Regions from separate parts of the Sus scrofa genome. Here region 1 is linked to region 2. A link is a contact called in public Hi-C data. All regions are on one chromosome and are shown on one strand. The core of a region is the stretch at or near the end of the contact, and the rest is flanking DNA. Distances in the headings are between cores, read along the strand shown. Region 1 holds the start of DNAH3 (dynein heavy chain 3, axonemal). Region 2 holds the start of CRYM (ketimine reductase mu-crystallin).

Region 1 (3,360 bases), core at 105-2,604, 96 kb after region 2:
CACTGCGTAGGACACAAGTTCCCCGCCTTCTCCGCGCCTTCCGGGCTGAGCCAGAACACCAGCTAACCCACCCTCGCTTCTACAGCCCGCCGCCCCTCCACGACAAAAGCCCCCAACTCTTCCATCCCTGCCCCTCCCGGGGCAAACGGAAAACCTAAACGTTCCGGCTGGGGGGAGGGGGGGCTCCGCATCCAGGGCTGGAGGAAGGAAACCTGGGGGCAGCCTCGAGGGGATCCAGGCCTCCCGCTCCTCACGTGGTTCCAATCTCCCCGCCTTCGAAGACGCGAAAGGGGGCAGGCGCCCAGTTTCTTAGGATCCAAAGGGAGGGGGGAAGGGGGATGATGAAGGTAGAGAAGGGGGTCTGCACCCGAAAGGGCACCGAGGCAGGGAAATGGGAGCTCAGGAGGGAGTCGAGTACCTAGTCATTAATTTGGGGAGAATAATCCACCTTTGGAACTTGGAGTTCCTACCAGCACTGACGGGAAAGGTGGGTCCACGTTAGAGAAGAACCTGATAAGGAGGAGGGCATCTGTGTTCATTAATTCTAAAGAGGGGGTTTGGAGACTTCCCAACCAGGTTTCCCAAGAAAGGGCAGGGTCTCCGGGCTGGGATAGGGAAGACAAACCTTTCACAAAACGTAGCAGGTGTGGATAAAGCGTGTGTGTGCGTGCGTGTGTGTGTGCGTGTCTGTCCCCCGAGGGCTCGGAGGGATGGGACAATAACCAAACCGCAGACTGAAGGGTTTAAGTCCTGGGACGCCAGCTACCTTCTCAACCCACCGCCCCCGCGCTCTGCCGTTCGTCCCGCCCCGCGAAGTCTAGCCAGTCAGGGCCCTCAGTTTCCCCGCGCCCCAGCAGCCAGCTCTCACCTGCTCCTGTCAGCCGCACCTCTTATACTCTGCAGGCGGAGCAGAGTGTGCCCGGAGCGGGAAGAGGAAGCAAAACGCAGGAAAGAGGAGCGGGAAGAGGAAGCGAGAGGCGGGGCGAGGAGCTGGAGCTCGCGCCCTCCCACCCCCTCCGCGGCCCCGCCTCGCACCTCCCTTCCCCTCCCCTCCCTCCCCTCCGCGGCCCGGCCTCGCGCCTCCTCGCCCCTCCCCTCCGCTCCGCGGCCCCGCCTCGCGCCTCCCTTCCCCTCCCTCCCTCCTCTCCGCGGCCCGGCCTCGCGCCTCCTCGCCCCTCCCATCCGCTCCGCGGCCCCACCTCGCCCCTCCCCTCCCCTCCCCTCCCTCCCCTCCCTCCTCCCTCCCCTCCCTCCCCTCCGCGGCCCGGCCTCGCGCCTCCTCGCCCCGCCCCTCCTCTCCGCGGCCCCGCCTCGCGCCTCCTCGCCCCGCCCCTCGGCTCCGCGGCCCCGCCTCGCGCCTCTCCTCTGCTCTGCTCTTCTGGGCTCACCGGGCCCAAGGTCCCAACGACCACGCGGAGGCGCTGCAAGCTGCGGCGTGGCGGCCAGAGCATAGCGCCGGGTGGCCACAGCAAAGTGCGCGGAGTCCCTCAGCCTTTCGGAGCTTCTCGGACGGGCGTTGAGTGAGGAGCTCGTGAGGAAACTGAGGCTCTGAAAGAGCTGCCCTTCCACCTCAGGCAGGTGGACTGGCGCGTGAGAATGGGCTTTCTCAGGATCATAGGGCTTCCGCTGCCTAAATACCATGAACCAAGTCTTTTGGAGGCATCTCTGGAGCTCAAGACAGACAAGTGACAGTGACGTAAGTACGACTTTGACTGGAAGGTTTTAACTGCTACTTTTCAAATGCAAATGTCATGACCCAGCGACATCCTTAAAAATGGGTTAGATTAGTGTTTCCATTTTATACATGAAAAAGTCTAATCCCAAATCCTCCGTTTCAAATCAGAGCCAGAACACATGGTCCCTGACCCGAAATCCAACCCATACAGCAGGGTTTCTCAGCTGGACATCACTGCTGATATTTTGGTCAAGAAGATTCTGTGTTGAGGGGGCTGTCCTGTGTATTGTAAGATGTTTAGCAGCATCCACGGCCTCAACCCACTAGATGCCAGTAGTACTTTCCTTCCTAGCAGATGACCAAAAATGTCCCCAAACATTAGCAGATGTCCCCTGGGGGGCACAGTTGTCTAGGTTGAGAACAACTGCCATAGGACATACTGGTAAAGACCATGAACTGGGGTCCAGCAGTCCCGGGCTGTGGTCCCAGGTCAGACTTTTACTGTGTAACCTTAGAGGAATTATCTCTCTGAGCTCAGCTTCGTCTGTGAAAGGGAGAGGGGGATAGACTTGAGGACTCAGGCCCTTTCCATCCAGGGACCTGTTTTCATCCATCTCTCCTCTGTGACTCGTGTCCATAGCAACCTGGAAAATAACTCTTTAGGAAAGAGAAAAGCAATCACAGGTTTGTAGTTAGGGCTGGTGAGTACAATAATGGCTGTGAAGAACTTAGCACCTATCTGGCACATAGAAGGGACTAAAAATATTTAATGTATTTGTTTTTCCTCCCTCATCATATCAAGTTTTCCTAGTTTATTTATTTTTATTTTTTATTTTTTTATTGTGGTATAGTTGACATATAACAAATATCAGGTGTGCAACATAATGATTTGATATTTGTGTACATTGCAAAATGATCACAATAAGCCTAGTTAATGTCTGTCATCATGTATAGCGTTTTTTTTTTCCTTGTGGTGAGAACTTTTAAGATTTACTCTCTTAAAAACTCTCAAATATGCCATACAGTATTATTACCTATAATTGCCATGCTGTCTATTAATCCCCCTGACTTACTTATTTTATAACTGGAAGTCTGTACCTTTTGATTTCCTTCACTGACTTTGCCCATCCATCAATGATGTATTACTTCTACCAAGTAGTATTTCCAGAAATAATTAGGCTGGTGGATAGAGAAATAAGTTTAGGGGTCATAATAATAATAAGCTTAGGGTCCTCTCTTCCTCCACCACATCCAGGAAAGAGGGAGCTAGTGGTGACGATAGGAGGACATAGGCAGAAATGTCTTCCTAAATTCTCATGTTTCAGGCAGTCATGTCTGGTTTCATGCCTTTTTTCAACTGCAGTATGATGGATGCCCCCCCAGGAAAGGGTTGGTTGTTTTTTTGTTGATTTTGTTTTTCTTTAAAAGAAAACATTGCAACCCTCCTTCCCTGATGGGTGTCGCTTTGCAAAGCTGAATTGGGGCCTCCACTTAAAATTGTGTTCAAGGGTGCCATCTAGGGGGAACCTCTGTGAATCCTCTAATTCCTTCTACCTGTGGCTTTTTTGTAGCGTCCACCAGATTTTGCTTTCTTGAGTTTTTGGCTGCTTCCTCTACCACATTACATATTTCCTGATGGTTGGAATCTTAATATCTCTCCATAGCACAAGGACTTGGCCCTTGCT
Region 2 (3,683 bases), core at 206-2,705:
CACCACTTTACTGAGTACCTGGGTGATGTTACACAAAGCTTTACAAAGAAGTTGATTTGAGGTGATTTACAGACTAGTCCTTTTCCTACAGGATTTGCTAGAAACAAATAACAAAAGCTTTCTGCGTGACCAGGACTCAATTTTTAAATTCACGATGGAAGCCAAAAAAGCCATCTGGCTTTCCTATTTCATATCTCTTTTAGTTGATGAGTATTTGTTTTTGCTTGTTTTTTTCCCCTCAAGAATAATGATCCAAACTGCTGTTTTCTTTATATCTCTGTTGTTTTTTTAGACCTAATAAGTGTTACAGCATAATAATTATAACAACACAAATAATGAGGCATAAACATTTCTGTAATGCCCGTACCCCTCGGCATGCATTTCTAAGGATGGTGAACTGAAGAAACAAGATCGTGTAATTAAAATAAGCTTTTGTTAACTTATTTCACGGCAGTGTCTCTCTTTTTTGATGATACAAGAGGTTTTCATTTATTATGTGGCTACTCTGTGCCAACTATTGTGCTAAGTATATTACATATGATTTATTATTTCGTTAGTTCATATTTTGACACTTAGCCATACACTGTCTTTTCTTATGATGTGACCTTTTCCTAAGAAATGGGCTATGTAGCTCCCAAAGCAAGTATCAGGAGAACACAACTTGAGACTAGGGTCTCCTGACCTGTTTCCCAGGCTACACTCATGCTCATTTATTTCATTTTCTGCATTGGCATGAGACCCCTCTTTCTAAGTGTTTAATCTCTTTAACCATGTGATTCCCTTCCAGAATCACCCTTCTTAGCAGTGCGACTTCAAGAAGCATCCCAGTTTTATGCCTTGGTACCCTTAGACATCAGCCCCTGTTCCAGTCCAACCCCGCCTGGCAAGACACTGTTCTCAAGGACTAGACAACACTCCTTCCACCCCTGGGTTTCACCTGGCCTGAAATCCCCTCTTTCACCCTCTGCTGCCAGTGTAGCCTAATGGAGTAAAGTTCTGGAGTCTCACCTCAAGGGCAGAACCCAACTTGTCTGCGAACAAGATGTCTTATGCATTTGGCTATTTGTGACTGAGGCGGTTATATCTTTCCTAGGAGCGTCTCCCTTTTCTAAAGCGGAAGGTTGGTTGAGTTAGCTCGCCCAGGAGAAAAGTGTGCACTCACACTCTAAGCAATAACAGCCAGGGATATGGGGGTGGGATGGGGTAGGAATGGGAGGGAGGTTGGCCTAAGAGACTCCAGATGGGGACAGAATTGAAAAATACCCTTTTATCTCCTTTCGTCTAAGATCTCCTAAGAAGTAGGCAATACTTTGAGAAATAAGGGAGCCCGTTCTTGTTTGCCCCCATCTCCGATGTCTCCTCTTTCCCAGGCGCGACGCAGCAAATAGTGGAGTTGGTGGGGAAGCAGGGAGGAAGGGGGCTGCCAAACTAATGTGTTTTGCAAGGAAATTGACTACGGCTACTTAACAGGAATTGAGAAAGTGGTCCCAAGGATACTAGCTCTCAACCCGCCGCTGCCTCAACTCCAATCTCGGGGAACCAGTGGCTGGAAGGGACCCAGCTGGCACCCCTCGACCCAGGGATGGGGGCGGGGAAAAACGGCTTGGCTCCGCCCCCGGAGCTGGGCGGTGACCAGTAGGCGGCAGCGCGCGCGCGCGCGCGCGCGGCGCTCTCATATAAGGAGCAGGCCTGGAGCCGCGGATCGCTGGGAGCGCGCTGAGTTTAGAAGGCAGGCGTCGACATGAGCTCGGTGCCAGCGTTCCTGAGCGCCGCGGACGTGCAGGACCACCTCCGCAGCTCCAGCCTCCTCATCCCGCCTCTGGAGGCGGCCCTGGCCAACTTCTCTAGCGGCCCCGACGGAGGGGTCGTGCAGCCGGTGCGCACCGTCGTGCCGGTGGCCAAGCACAGCGGGTGAGTGAGTAGGAAAGCTGGGACCTGGGACGGGAGAAACTGGAAAGGAGGGATGAGAAAGGAAGCCGCGGGAGAAAGGAAGGGAGAGTTTACCTAATCACGGCTCATAACAGCTGTCACTTAATGTATGCTCCCCACTGCGCCAAATGGGGGCTTTGTAGGCGTTACCTTGTTTCATTCAACATATTCCATATGTAGGTAGGTATTGATGCAACCATTTCCTAATGGGAAAACCGAGACTCAGAGAGGCGACGTGATTTACCCAAGGTTACACAGCTAGTAAGTGGCAAAACTGGAGTGGTTTTTCTCCTGCAGATGCGGACTCTGCATACTGCCTGAGCGGAGGCAGAGGGATGGGGAGGGAAGGGAGAAGGCCAGTAAGGCAGTGACTGAGGAAAGGGGAAGGCAGGGATATGGGGACTTGATAAGACACCCCAGCATTGATGGGAAGGGGTTGAAGCTGCTCCTTCTCTTCTTGTAGTTTCCTGGGGGTCATGCCCGCCTACAGTGCAGCAGAGGATGCGCTGACCACCAAGTTGGTCACCTTCTATGAGGGCCACCGCTCCACCTCCACTGTCCCCTCCCATCAGGCCACTGTGCTTCTCTTTGAGCCGAGCAATGGCTCTCTTCTGGCGGTGAGTGACTCCCTGCCCTGGGGTAGAAGGGGGGCCCCTGGGCACGGAGCTCAGCTCAGAAGTTAGTTCTCCGTGGGCCAGGGGTGTTGTTTTTTGTTTGTTTGTTTGTTTGTTTTGTATTTTCTAGGGTCGCACCCGCGGCATATGGAGGTTCCCAGGCTAGGAGTCTAATCAGAGCTATAGCCGACAGCCTACACCACAGCCACAGCAACGCGGAATCTGAGCCGCCTCTGCGACCTACACCACAGCTCACGGCAACACCAGATCCTTAACCTGCTGTTCGAGGCCAGGGTTCAAACCCTGCAACCTCAGAGTTCCCGTCGTGGCATGCAGTGGAAATGAATCCGACTAGGAACCATGCTGGGAACTTCCATATGCTGCAGGTGCAGCCCTAAAAAGACAAAAAGACAAAACAAAACCGGCAACCTCATGGTTCCTAGTCAGATTCATTATCCACTGAGCCAGGATGGGAACTCCCAGGCAGTGTCTTGAATGTGACGGCACCTGCCCCTCTCTGAGTGACAGGACCCCAGTGACAGTGAGGTTTCTCTGTGACCATGTATCTGTTTCTAGGACTGCCTGAGCACGCACAACCCAGTGCCAGAGCCCACTGCTGCTTCAAGTGTGCGACAATGTAGCAGTAATAATCTCTTCATTATGTTCTCATCCTATACCAGTTATTCCAGATATCCAGCTTGCACGAACCCGTAGCCAAGGAAACATGCATTTAGTGAATCTGTGTTACATGGAGTTACATGAGTGACAGAGCAGGGCTGCTTTCTACTACCTGGGAGTTTTTTCTAAGGGGTACATGTTTTAACATTTAATGATAATATCAAAAAATAGTAGTCATCCATATTTACCAAGCACTCTGTGTGTGTCAGCCACTGTTTTAAATACTTTATATGTGTATGTAAACTCTCTTAATACTTAGAGCCACTCTGTGAAGTAAGTAATTTTATTACCTCCATTTTGTGGATGAGGAAATTAAGTCATAGAGCAGTTTTCCCAAAGTCAGTACTCACTTACATAGCTAATAAGTGGCATGGGTGGACTTCAGACCTACTCCGTGTAAGTCCAGGGCCCGTACTGTCCTAGGACTATGCTCTCCAGCCTTTCTCACTGCCACTTACTGAG

What was found. Hi-C and Micro-C count contacts between places; a contact is called where the count stands out from the background.
Region 1: a contact with region 2 is called in a Hi-C map of subcutaneous adipose tissue, with 2.2 times the contacts expected there. The contact joins the promoter of DNAH3 here to the promoter of CRYM in region 2. A contact is called at or near these places in 3 of 47 Hi-C or Micro-C datasets (skeletal muscle and subcutaneous adipose tissue) and 1 of 2 datasets of contacts at active chromatin or transcription factors (skeletal muscle).

What each region holds. Positions count from the first base shown.
Region 1 is chr3:24,909,806-24,913,165 of Sscrofa11.1, forward strand. It overlaps DNAH3 (dynein heavy chain 3, axonemal), which reads left to right and starts at 1,355. Exons shown (of 66, transcript XM_021086503.1): 1 at 1,355-1,696. It overlaps TMEM159 (a long non-coding RNA gene), which reads right to left and starts at 1,022. Exons shown (of 8, transcript XR_002342386.1): 1 at 869-1,022.
Region 2 is chr3:24,813,555-24,817,237 of Sscrofa11.1, forward strand. CRYM (ketimine reductase mu-crystallin) reads left to right here and starts at 1,456. Exons shown (of 8, transcript XM_003124557.5): 1 at 1,456-1,911; 2 at 2,393-2,546. The coding sequence starts at 1,742.